Linked DNA regions of Mus musculus: region 2 is linked to region 1. The links are chromatin contacts, called in public promoter capture Hi-C maps. All regions are on one chromosome and are shown on one strand. The core of a region is the stretch at or near the end of the contact, and the rest is flanking DNA. Distances in the headings are between cores, read along the strand shown.

Region 1 (5,936 bases), core at 2,058-4,557:
CGGCTCAATTTCACTTATCTGGTGCCTTCTCCTTATCAGGTCACAACGTGGACTGAGCCATGGGTCAGGCTTGCTGACAGTGGAGAAAGGAGGACACTTCACCGGGACTCATTAAAGGGATGGCTCTCTTCAGTCCCAGGCAAACGCTCATATGTGCAAACCTCCAGCAGCCAAGGCCAGCCTGATAACTGTTTGGGGTTTTCCACTTCCTGTGTTATGTGTGCAGAACCTCTTAACCGTGACTGAGAAGCCAGTCAGGAGCAGCCTCGAAGGTACAATCGAAAGAAGCCTCCTAAGTCTGCAGTGAAGTCTTAACACCTGTGCAACCATTTTGAAATTCAGTCCAGTGCCTCTGCATTTCCCATAATCACGGACTGCCTTGAATCTCGGGCAAACAAACTCAAAAGGAAAGGAAGAATGCCTACAGCCCACGGTGAAAGGATAAGCCCAGGGCTGTTCCCTTCTCACACTTGGTAAACCTAGCTAACAGAGCCTCCCATGCTTTTGCTCTGAAGAGGAACTAACTTCAGCCCTGTCAGTACAAAACAAGAACTTATATGGATTCTCTTCTCCAGTGCTGAGAGTTGAAACCAGATGCCCGTGCCTACCAGTCAGGTATTCTACCATGGTGCAACACCCCAAGTCCTCACACAGGCAACATCATCACCACTGCCGCCACCACCATCACAGAAGTATCCAGAAAAGTATAACAATGGTCCACATCCCTAAACGCTTCGGCGGCCAAAGTATGAGATAAAGGCTGGAAGTGTGGCTCAATCAGTGAAGTAGTTGCCTAACAGGCAAGAAGCCCTGGGTCTGATCCCCAGAACCAAATAAACTAGGGATGGAATCTCAGCACTCAGGAAGTAGAGTCAGGAGGATCAGAAGTTCAAGGCCGCCCTCAGCTAAGCAGGGAGTTGAAGGACAGCCTAGGATACACGAGACCCCGCCCCAAACAACAATGATAGTAAGTACCAGAGACCATCAGAGCATTCTTGCTCTGTAATTGGTATCCCCCTGTTGTGGGGTTGCTCCAAGGGCCTGTCCTATAGAGATGCCACCGGAGAGGGGAGAAGAATGCTCCAACAAGCTTTCAAATCGGACCAGACCCAAGCCTTTAGCATAGATGGGGCTTAAGAGGAACCCATGGTATAGAAATTGCCCTAATAGGTTTTATACTCTAACTTTTTAATCGCCTACTTGACAAACAAATCCAGTGTAAACAACTAGTATAAACTAGCAGTGAAACAGAAAAGAAACATTGGCTAAAAGTCAATAGAATTCAGTTCAAAACTAAAGAAGCCAGGCTCCAAAAGCCAGAAGCTTAATACATTAAATACAGTAAAGAAAAGACCGGTAGCCCCTACGTTAGAATTTCTCCAACCTAGTTTGTTAGGAGCTTTTTCTCCACTTCAGTAACCCTGGCTTCCAAGGGTAAGTATGAAACGCCTGGGAATAGCCGAGCGTGGTTGGTTTAGGTATGGAAGGGAACTGCTGATGAACAGACTTGCTCAAGACACTCGTTTGAGCCCAGAAAGAAGCCCCAGCCTGCTTGTAAACACAATGTGTCTCTGGAATATTCCCGAGGCAAAATACGGAGGTGCCATCGCACGTTTCCAAAGGAAACTGCAGCGTCTGGCTTCCCCCTCCCACCCCGGCCCCCTCCACACACACAAAGCATCCTTGCCTTTGAAACCACAATTTTCATCTCGGAAGAATACAAGGTATATAATTCTCAACTAGAGTAGACACCCACTCCTGGGAGACTGTGCCCAAAGGTTAAATTACAATCTTTACTAACCTCTGACACATCTGAGAGTGTTCTGATAGACCCGCCCACTCTCACTTGCTTCCTTCCAGAGCAGAAGAGATAATTCCAGCCAGCTGTCAGTTCTCTAATCTCACAGTAAACTCACTTACTGTGGAGGGAAACAAAACGATCCAAACTGGGTGCCACAGCTGCTCACAAACAGGTACACCCAGGAAAAACCCTGCCACCACGTGTGCGGCCCTTTATTCAAGGGTTCCTGGCCACGCGCTCTCCTTTTCCAGACGCACGCGCACCCACACACCAGAGCACTAACTAACGTATACAGCTGGGTACCGAGTTTCCCTCCTGGAACAGCAACCGGTCTTCTGTATCTGACCCATTCGGTTCCTATACCTAGAATCCAAGCCTATTCTAGCCTCCGCACCACACACGTGGGGATGCGCTTCCAGCTGGTATCAGGAGCGAAGCGTGGAGGTGGGGGAGGCCACCGACTGGAAAGGGGAAAGCTGGGACTAACAAGCTTGGGTTTGGGATTCCTGGGATATGTCCAATTGGAGAGAAGCGAAGAGCCGAGCTAAAGAAGAGAGGGCTGGGGGAGGGGTCGCTCACCCAGGGTTTTGACAGCGATCTGCCTAGTGAGCGGCGGCGGCAGGTTGATGCACACCAAGTCCACATCCTGGTGCAGGAGCACCTCGTCGATGCGGCTGGTGTAGAAAGGAACGCTCATCTCCTTGGCCAGCTCCTCGGCTTCTTCCTGCGTGCGGCCCCACAGCGCCTTCACCGCGAAGCCCTCATCTTTCAGCAGCGGGATGATGACTCGGGCTGTGAGGCTGGTGCCGAACACGCCCACCCCGGGAAGCATGGCTGCTCAGGTCCGCCCGGTTCTGCTGCTGCCGGGATCTCCAGTCGAACACCGGCGCACACGCCTCTCCGGCCGGTCCCGCAGTCCCCGGCTCCTCGACCGACCTCGCTGCGCTGCGCTAGCCGCCGAGCCCCGGGCAAGGCGCCCGAGTGCGGTGGCGTGACAGCGCACCGAACCACAGACCCTGCAGGCTCCGGGAGCCTCAGCGCGGTGACTGCTGCAGTGCCCGCCACTCGGGGCTCGTGTCCTTCCCGGAGACAGCGGCAGGGACTCCGCCAGGACGCACGAGGCCCCGAAGCCCCGTGGAGCCCGGGCTCAGGCAGCGCTCCCGCCGCAGCGCCGGCCGGCTCCGTGCGCCCCGCGGAGGCCGCCCCATGGCCGGCTCATCCCGGCAGAATCTCTCTCCCGGATGGCGCTCCCGCTTCACCACCCTCTGTGGGCTGCGGATCTTCTTTTTCCCCAAGTCCTTGGTAACGAATGGAACCCAGAGGCCACCCGGAGGCCGACTAAGGATGAGGCTCGTAGTGTACCAGGCGCCGATCCCGAGCAGCAGCACCGCAGCGGCGGACACCACCCGGCGCCAGGCTCCTCATTCTGCTGCCATATTCGCTCGCTCGCAGCGCGCCTTGGGCGGCCTCGGCCCCGCTCGGGCTCGGGCTCCGGCTCCGGGATCCCGCGGGTACGAGGGCGGAGTTGGCGACTTTGACTGTCAGCGGCCGGGGTTCCTGCACCGCCCTTGCGGTAGCGCCGTGCTCCATTGGCCGCCAAGCGTCGCCCCCGCCCTTGTCTCCGCCGCCCAAGGCACTCGTTGCGCTCAGCGCCCGGCCCCTGGAACCCGCTTTGACTCCTCCCCGGCCCCGCCTGTCTCGCCTGCTGCCCCCGGGTGGCTTCCCTTTCTCTGCGCTCTCCGCCTCCGCGGCCGCCTCCTCCTCGTTGTGCTCCAAGCTCCGCCCAAGCAAGCAAATAAATCTATCAAAGCAGGGCGCGCCCTTAATAGGCTAGGACTGGGTTCCTTGGAAAAGATTGGCGGATGCTAAGACCCCGGGGAGGCCGGAGGACCCCACGAAGTGTGAGCAGCGTGGTTCACAGTCTCCTCTCCCGGATATTTTTCTGTGCTCGCCACTGCTCTAGGAAGCTGTCCAGGCACTTAACCCTGAGGTTATTGGAAACTCGTTTCATTGATGAGAAAGTGAGCTCTGAGGAGGTTAAGGGACTTGCTCAAGGTGACACACATGAACAACAGTGCCAGGATCGGAAGGCAGACACCAGCATCTCGGCGCTGAACCCCTAGAGTTCTGACTCGCAAGTGTGCCAGCTCCAATCCCAAACCAACTCCACTCCTGAGGAGGCTCCACTGGTCACCTACTCCATGCTTGTGCCCATGTGGCATGGGCGACCTCACCCAGACTCCGCAGTGGCTGTGGCACGTGTGTCTAGAGTCTGGTCTTCCTTGTTTACTTCTGGCTGCCTGCCACTCCTGGCCACTGCCCTCTGTCAGCTTCAGTTCCCTGGCACAGCGCTTCTCCTGGCCTTTAATACATCTGCAGTCAGAATGCTGGGGACCATCAGTCCGAGATGCGTGGAAAGCCCTAACTGCGGTGGTGACTGAGTGAGCGTCTGATGGCTCAAGATATCCTCGTCACTTATCACGGGGCCTAAGGAGATAGTAGGCACTTGTCTAAGTACACAAATGGATGGATATTCACCACCTGTCACATTGTGCCCTCTTCGTACTGGGAGGGAGGAGTCAATGCCAAAGGGCAAGTGGACCTGCTCTTCTAGCTCAGTGTTTCTGGAAAGGTGAGGTTACTACTGTCTATTATGTTCATCCCTGGCCTTTAGCACTCAGAGGAAGAGACACGTGTCCTGCTTCAACATAAGCGTGGAAAACATGATACATCCGAGTGTTTAAAGCAACTGTAACAACTGGCACAGAGACGGGGCTCTTGGAGAGAGCTGTACACACACACACACACACACACACACACACACAAAGGCTGATGTGGCAATGGGAGGAGGCAAAGTTGACCTCAGGACGACATTATTAAAAAGGACAAAGTGCTCCGGGATTGGCAACAACCTGAACAGGGTCAGACAAAGAGCAGACAAGATATGCCTGCTGATGGTTAGCTGAGAAGTGCCTAAGGAAAAGGAGGCGTGCAGCCATGGCTGCCAGGGTGCTGCTTTGGAGCAGAGCGAGAGCCACGGTGTGCCGCCCCTGGACAGGTGCAAGGTGGGTGACTCCTGGCTTGCAGAGTCAGAAGCCAGAGCTGACTCTTGGCTCTGCCATTTACACCCTGTGGGACCCGGGACAAATGTCTTCTCTGTGTCCGTCTGTAAAGGGGGACAATAGCTAACACTAGAGAGGACCATGTGATTTGACAGTCGTGACGTCCTGAGAAGGATGCTCCCTAGAAAGGTTCTATGTGATATATATGCCCTCTATTTTGATATTTATTTTTATTACATACATTCTATTTGAAAATAAATGTTAGGCCATGTATATATCCTGAATGAATTCCGTTATGCTCTTTTATGTTGTTTGGGTTTGTTTGTTTGTCGATTTGGGTTTTTCCTTTACTATTGTTTCTATGTATGGGTGTGGGTATATACCACATGAATGCATATACTCTTGGAGGTCAGAAGAGGGCATTGACTGGATCTGCTGAAGCTGGAGCAGGAGCTGCAGGTGGTTGTGAACCATTCTATATGAGCATCAGAGACAGAACTCAAGCTCTCTGAAAGGACAGTGAGCACTCTTACCTGCTGAGCCATCTTTCCAGCCACTGTTTGTTGTTTGTTTGTTTGTTTGTTTTTTGGTTTGGTTTGGTTTATTTGGGTTTTTGTTTTGTTTTCAGATGAGGTCTCATGTAGCTCAGGCTAGAATCCAACACACTATCCAGAGGAGGACGATCTTGATTACATTCTGATCCTCCTGTCTCCACCTCCCAAGCCTATACCACAGGTATGTACATATATACACCTTCTCAGTCCCCTGTAACAATACCATTCCCTGTTATCCACAAAGGAGGGAAGATGGACTTTTATGCATGTCTTTCAAAGAGAGGCTGCCCTTTGAATGCCCCTGCTGGAGCATTTAAGTCCGGGATATCAGTAGCTAGACACTGTCCTTGCTGGTCTGCCTGCTTTCACTCTGTACTCTCTGCTCAGTAGCCAGAGAGAGCAAAGCGATCTTTTGAAAGGTGAGTCATCTCATGTCCTACAACGACAATGGATTTGAGTGACACATATATTCCAAAGTCCTTAGGGAACCTGAACAACCCTACGTAACCTAACTTGACC
Region 2 (5,847 bases), core at 1,049-3,548, 2.1 Mb after region 1:
GCCATTACACACAGTGGTGGCACACTGTTGCCATTACAGACAGTGGTGGCACGCTGTTGCCATTACACACAGTGGTGGCACGCTGTTGCCATTACACACAGTGGTGGCACATTGTTGCCATTACACAGTGGTGGCACACTGTTGCCACCAGGGCCACTTGATGGTACTCGGGGCTAAGTCCATACTACGTGATCACTTTATCAACTGAGTTTCAATCCCAGCCCTTGATCTCTTTTGTTAAAACCACCTCTTTTCTTCAGTAGTAACTGGCGATGCCTTAGTTTAATTTTTACACTTTAGTGTTCATATATGTAACACGTATCGGTCAGAGGACAACCTGTGGTTGTTGCTCCATGGGTCTTGGGGTCAAATTCAGGTCATCAGGCTTGGTGGCAGGTACCTTAATCCACAGAGCCCCTTTGCTGGCTCTTTTCTGGAGATACTTGGTTTTAAAATGATTAGCTCTTTATTGAGGATCTCACAGAAGGAATTCAATGGATGTGGGTTAAAGAGATGCCTATGTCATTGTTAGCCATGCAACTGGTTTGTAAGTAACTGATGGTTGTTAAATTTTTCTTAATTAAAAATTTTAAACCTGACATTTCCTTCGCTTCTACAAATTATTTAGCTGCTCATATTAAAAATATAAATATAGAATCATTTCTATGAAAGAAAGCCATTTAAAAAAAATCCTTGCCAAACCCCAAAGTAAGATAGTTTTAAAGATAGTTAAATAGAAATGTTTCTGTTTTTGTTTCTTGTCTTGTCTTTGTTTATTCTGTTTGTTTATTTTTGTTCTTCTTCAGCTCCTTTCTACTCCCAGTATCTAGGAATTTCCCCAAATCTGTCCCCTAAGTTCCCCCTTGTTTAAGCTGGTTAAGTTTTGGCCTTTCAAAAATATTAAGCAATACAACCAATTTCCATGTTGCCTCCTCTCCTTATGGTGAAATTTCCAGCGATGGGCCACAGATTAGATAATCTAAATGTTATCTCCCAGGTACACGTGCCAGACCTGCTTCCGGGAAGGAAAGGAATGAGCAGTAGACCGGTGGATGAATGCAAGCTTACACTGGACTTGGAGCAGTTCGAGAACTGTACCATGTGTTCCTGAAACACAAAGCCAAAAGACTGAACAGTTCTCTCCGCGAGGGCTCTGCTAAGATCCCAGTCCTTCTCCGATGTTTTCCCCATCGTCAGAAATAAATATCACTGAGCCCAAGTACGAGGTGCACCACCAGGTTGAGCTATACAGCAAGACTTCGTCTTAAACGCACAGCAAACAAACGGCACAGAGATAGGGTCATTGGCAGGCAGGGATGGCTAGATTGCTTCCCAGCGGTGCTGGGGCGAGGGGGGGCGGCTTGCAGGAGGGGGTGTCCAAAAATAGCTAGTCTCCATTCTGCGAGGACACTGAGCTTCAGAGAGATGGAGTTTTCCAAAGATCCAAGGCTGAAACCCATATCTCCCGGCTTATCTTAGAAACCAAAAAAGACAGTATAGGCCAAGAGAAACAGGTGGTAAAAATATGAAGGTTGTACACCTTTAACCACTAATCTCTTGTATTGAGATTCCCATCCTGCTAGGTCCTGAGATGAGCCTGTTATCTTTAAGATGGGGTAACATCTGGGTGTCTGAAAGAAAGGGCAGGGAGTGTACCAGGTGTATAGTGAACGAATTGGATGAGAGATAGGCTGGGTGACATAACTTGGTAAGGTGTTTCAATGTAGCAGAACCCACACATAGAAACCCTTGGCACGAGTTAATATAAGAATGGTGCTTGGATCAAATTACCGGCTTATATTGGGTCAGCTGCAAAAACTTTTCTACTTAGATTCTTCTTTTGACAACCCACGGTGGCAAATGCCAGCGGAAAAGCCTCTTCTTTAGGCTCTCTGTCTTGCTTGCTTCTCTTTTGGCTTTCACAAACCACCTGGTTATTAGAGTAACCCCACGCAGGAGTCCTGAGAACCGTAGTAGCAACGTAGCATCACAGGAGCCTTTGATCACAGTTCTCTCAAACCCGGACAGAAAGGCGTCCCCTGGAGCTGCGGGCGACAGCGGGCTGGGAGGAGCGTCGCCCAGTGGCAGAGGCCGCGACCGTGCTGGGGATTGGGGAGAGGATGGGCTCCCACCTCCCGCAGCTCCACAGGCGGTGCCGGGAGGCGGGGCTTCAGCCCACCGAGACTGGGAATTGGTTGCCGGAGCTGGGGAGGAGGGGCAAGCACGCTGTGATTGGCGGAGTCCGGTGCCGGAGGGGCGGGGCCTCTATAAAAGACGCGTGCCTGTAGCGGCGCAGGCAGTAGGGCTGTCGGAGCGGCGCGGCCGTGTAGCTCCCGGGAACTGGCTGTCGTGGGGGTGGCGGGGACGCGAGTGGCGGCTGCGTGGGGTGCAGGGCGGGTGGCCGCACGGCTGCACCTTCCTCACGGAGCCCGGAGTCGACTTGGAGCAATTGCGGTGAGGCGACAGCTCCGGCGCACACCCGAGAAGAAGCGGCGGTGGCGGCGGCCCCAGCCATGCTGTGCTATGTGACGAGGCCGGACGCGGTGCTGATGGAGGTAGAGGTGGAGGCAAAAGCCAACGGCGAGGACTGTCTCAACCAGGTGAGGGCGGCGATCGGAAAGGGGATCCCTTCTTGTCCCCGGGAAGCCTCGGGGCTCGGGGATGCTCCCCGGGAGCCGGGCGACGTTGCAGCAGCGGCCCGTGGAGTGCTCCCGGGACGCCAGGCTCCAGCCTCCTCCTCCTCCCCGCGAGTGGAGAGTGCGGTGGGGGGGGGGCGGGGGGAGCATAGAGGACGCTTACGGTGGGGGATCCGGGGCCCGGAGACCAGAACACTGCTGGGAACCTCCACCCTGTCCGTTAGCCTGGCACTTTTCTCTAAAGAAGGTGGCCCGGCACACCTGCCGCAGGTGTGTGTGTGTGTGATGCCTCCCGTGGAGTCCTTGCAAAGCCCGGCAGCGCCACCCGCGTCCCGGGATGAGATGGTTGCAAGCGGTCGCTGGCCCCGGGGCTCCCTAGCTGATCAGGTGGGCCCGAATCTCAAGCCGCTTCTCAGAAGGACTGTTCACCTGACACTCTAGGCTTGCTAGGGATCCAGAGTATATTGAGTAATTTGCGGGGGACGGTTCTGCAGGCAGCCTCCTTCTTGAGGGGTCTTTACACGTGTGTTTTCTTAAGGGTGACTAAGGCTCCTAACGGGGTGTGCCTAATGGATATTGGCAGGCCCATTTGACCCCTTGAAATACTGTGTCTACGAGACCTGTGGACCTGAGCTGTTTGGAAAGGCGCTTGTAAAGCTTAGCTGACACTTGTAGCATGCTTCCTCAATGCGTTTGTGTTTTTGGAATCCAGATGGTTAAAACTGTCCAGATAATACGCTGCCAAATCAGCTGTGCAGATGGTGCTGCGGGGCGGAGGGGGGGGGTGGCGGGGGGAATTCCAGCGATTGGAATAAGAAATAAAACACCCTGTGTGTTCTTCTACCTCAGCCTTTTGGGAAGTCTGTTTTGGGGGGACCCCTTTCCCTGTGCCATTGGTCAGACCCTAGAAATAGTCAAGCAAGGCCAAGCCTCCACTGGAGGGCTGCGTTTTGGCTTTGCTGTTTCCTTAAAACCTTGTTTTTCCGGTCGGTCTACCAACTGGCATTGCAAGAAGGTAGAACTTTGGGAAAGCAGGGGCCAGTCCTCTCCTCGGATGGAGCCCTTAGGTTTGCACTGCTCACACCCCATACCTTTGGTTTTGTTTTTAGGTGTGCAGGCGTCTAGGGATCATCGAGGTTGATTATTTTGGGCTGCAGTTCACGGGGAGCAAAGGTGAGAGCTTATGGCTGAATCTGAGAAACCGGATCTCCCAGCAGATGGATGGGCTGGCACCTTACCGCCTTAAACTGAGGGTCAAGTTCTTTGTGGAGCCTCATCTCATCTTACAGGAGCAGACAAGGTAAAGCGAGGCCGAAACAAACCAATGTCAAGTACACCTCAGATTCCATTTAGTGGTAGCTATCGTGCCCTCCCGGAGATGTTCCCTGGCAAAATTGACTTGGTGCAAAGGAAGTTCAGGAAAAATTCAAGTTTTCCAAAGCACAGTTGGCCTGGGTGGGTTTTTCAACACTTGGTTTTTTGTTTTGTTTTGTTTTTGTTTTTCCTGTTCTGTATAATATTAGTGGGAGAGGCAGGGTTGACTTCTTACAAACAAAAAGAAAACCAACTTCCTGACAGCTTCATCTAACGCCCGCTAGTAACCCCGCCTCAGCAGTGTTACTACAGGTCACTGTAGACCGTTCTAGCGGAAAGCAGGAAACAGTTCCTCTTGGGTTACTTAAACTTGGTCAGTCCTCAGCCTAAGTGTCAGATTACAGTGTGTAGCAGGAGCGGCTCTGTCTGGCCTCCTACAGATTTTAAAACTTTTTTAAGTTTCACAAAATCTTAATAAAAGAACTCTTTGAGGGGCCACTGTAAAGTAAATTTCAGCCTACAGATTTATTAAAAATGATTGTTGGACATGTGTTGTTGTTTTTTTCCTCCTTGTTAAACTAAGGGCCACCAGCCATGGTAGACAACCGAAGCCTGTGGGTGTGGTCTCCTTTTCAAACGACCAAAATACACACACACATACCCGGTACGTTTCCCTCTGAGCTGACTATATAATACTTTTCTCAAAGATGAACCAAAATAGGAAGGTGATGTTTAATATTTATTACCAAAATGCAAGAGACTACAGTGGCGTGTGGAAAAAAGGAAAATGATTGCTTTGAAAGCCACAGCAAACTTTGGATCCCAGCACTGATGTTTTCCATACTCCTGTGGCTTGGCAATGGGCCACGCATGTGAAACACGTGATCCTGCAGATTTCGACTCCTAATGGGGAACAGGCTCTTCTGAGAGGGTTTAACTTACCACTTTTTTTTATTTACTAAACAAGCGATGGAAACATTAAAAACTACCATCCATTTGGATTTGGAATGTCCACTTTGCCTGCCTTGCTGTGGCCTTTTAAAGGTTGAGAGAGATTTTGTTTATGAAGGAACCTGGCATAAGAAATTTTTACTGTTTCTGAAAATACCTTACAAATATTCATGTAGTGGCATACTTACAGATGCTGAACTGTCTGTATTAACCACAAGAGGCTCTGTCCTTTTTTAAAAACATTTACTCAGTGTCTCTGTGTACTTGTGTATGTGTGGAGGTAAGAGGACAGCTTTCAGAAGCCTCTTCTCTCCCTCTACTGTGTTGGACCTGGAGTCTGAACTCTGGTTGTCAGGCTCAGCAGCAAACATCTGAACCATCTCACTGGCCCATAGACAGATAGACAGATGGACAGACCGACCAAACTAGTTTGTGAAAGCTTCCTCAGTTCAGTCAATGAGAAAAATGCATGACAGCATTTATTTGTGTGTGTGTGTGTGTGTGTGTGTGTGTGTGTGTGTGTGCGTGCGTGTGTGTAGCAGTCACATTGTGATGCTACAGTGATTTCAGGGCTTCCAGGTGCAACCCAATTCTAGTGACATAAATTTATTTTTGAAATCAGCCAAAAGGTGAGGAAGCAAATAATTTCATTTAAGTAGTGGAAGGATAATAGCAAATGAATTGTATCGGGAATGCGTCATGCTTTATGACTGACTGTGAGGCGGTTTCTACTGCGATGTGCCCTCCTGTAATTAGGTCAATACCTGTGATCAGATCTACTTTATTCCTGTAAGAAAGCGGCGTTTGTGAATGAGTACTAGAATCAGATTTCCTGCACTGGGTTTTCTGTACCTTGGTTGCCTTTGACTCTTGGGAGTTATATCTAATGGCATTCAAAGTATGTGCCTTCCTGGCTCAACTCAGTCATTTCAGTTGATTTTCCTTC

The links. Promoter capture Hi-C pulls out the DNA fragments that hold promoters and counts their contacts.
Region 2: a contact with region 1 is called in a promoter capture Hi-C map of pre-B cells, with 3 times the contacts expected there. The contact joins the promoter of Mylip here to the promoter of Gfod1 in region 1. A contact is called at or near these places in 2 of 39 promoter capture datasets (the C10 cell line and pre-B cells), 1 of 484 Hi-C or Micro-C datasets (regulatory T cells) and 2 of 9 other capture datasets (adipose tissue and liver).

Annotation. Positions count from the first base shown.
Region 1 is chr13:43,300,865-43,306,800 of GRCm38.p6, forward strand. It overlaps Gfod1 (glucose-fructose oxidoreductase domain containing 1), which reads right to left and starts at 3,308. Exons shown (of 2, transcript NM_001033399.4): 1 at 2,381-3,308. The coding sequence starts at 2,633. It overlaps Gm52047 (a long non-coding RNA gene), which reads left to right and starts at 4,620. Exons shown (of 3, transcript XR_003950636.1): 1 at 4,620-4,866; 2 at 5,492-5,598.
Region 2 is chr13:45,387,444-45,393,290 of GRCm38.p6, forward strand. Mylip (myosin regulatory light chain interacting protein) reads left to right here and starts at 2,299. Exons shown (of 7, transcript NM_153789.3): 1 at 2,299-2,600; 2 at 3,746-3,936. The coding sequence starts at 2,514.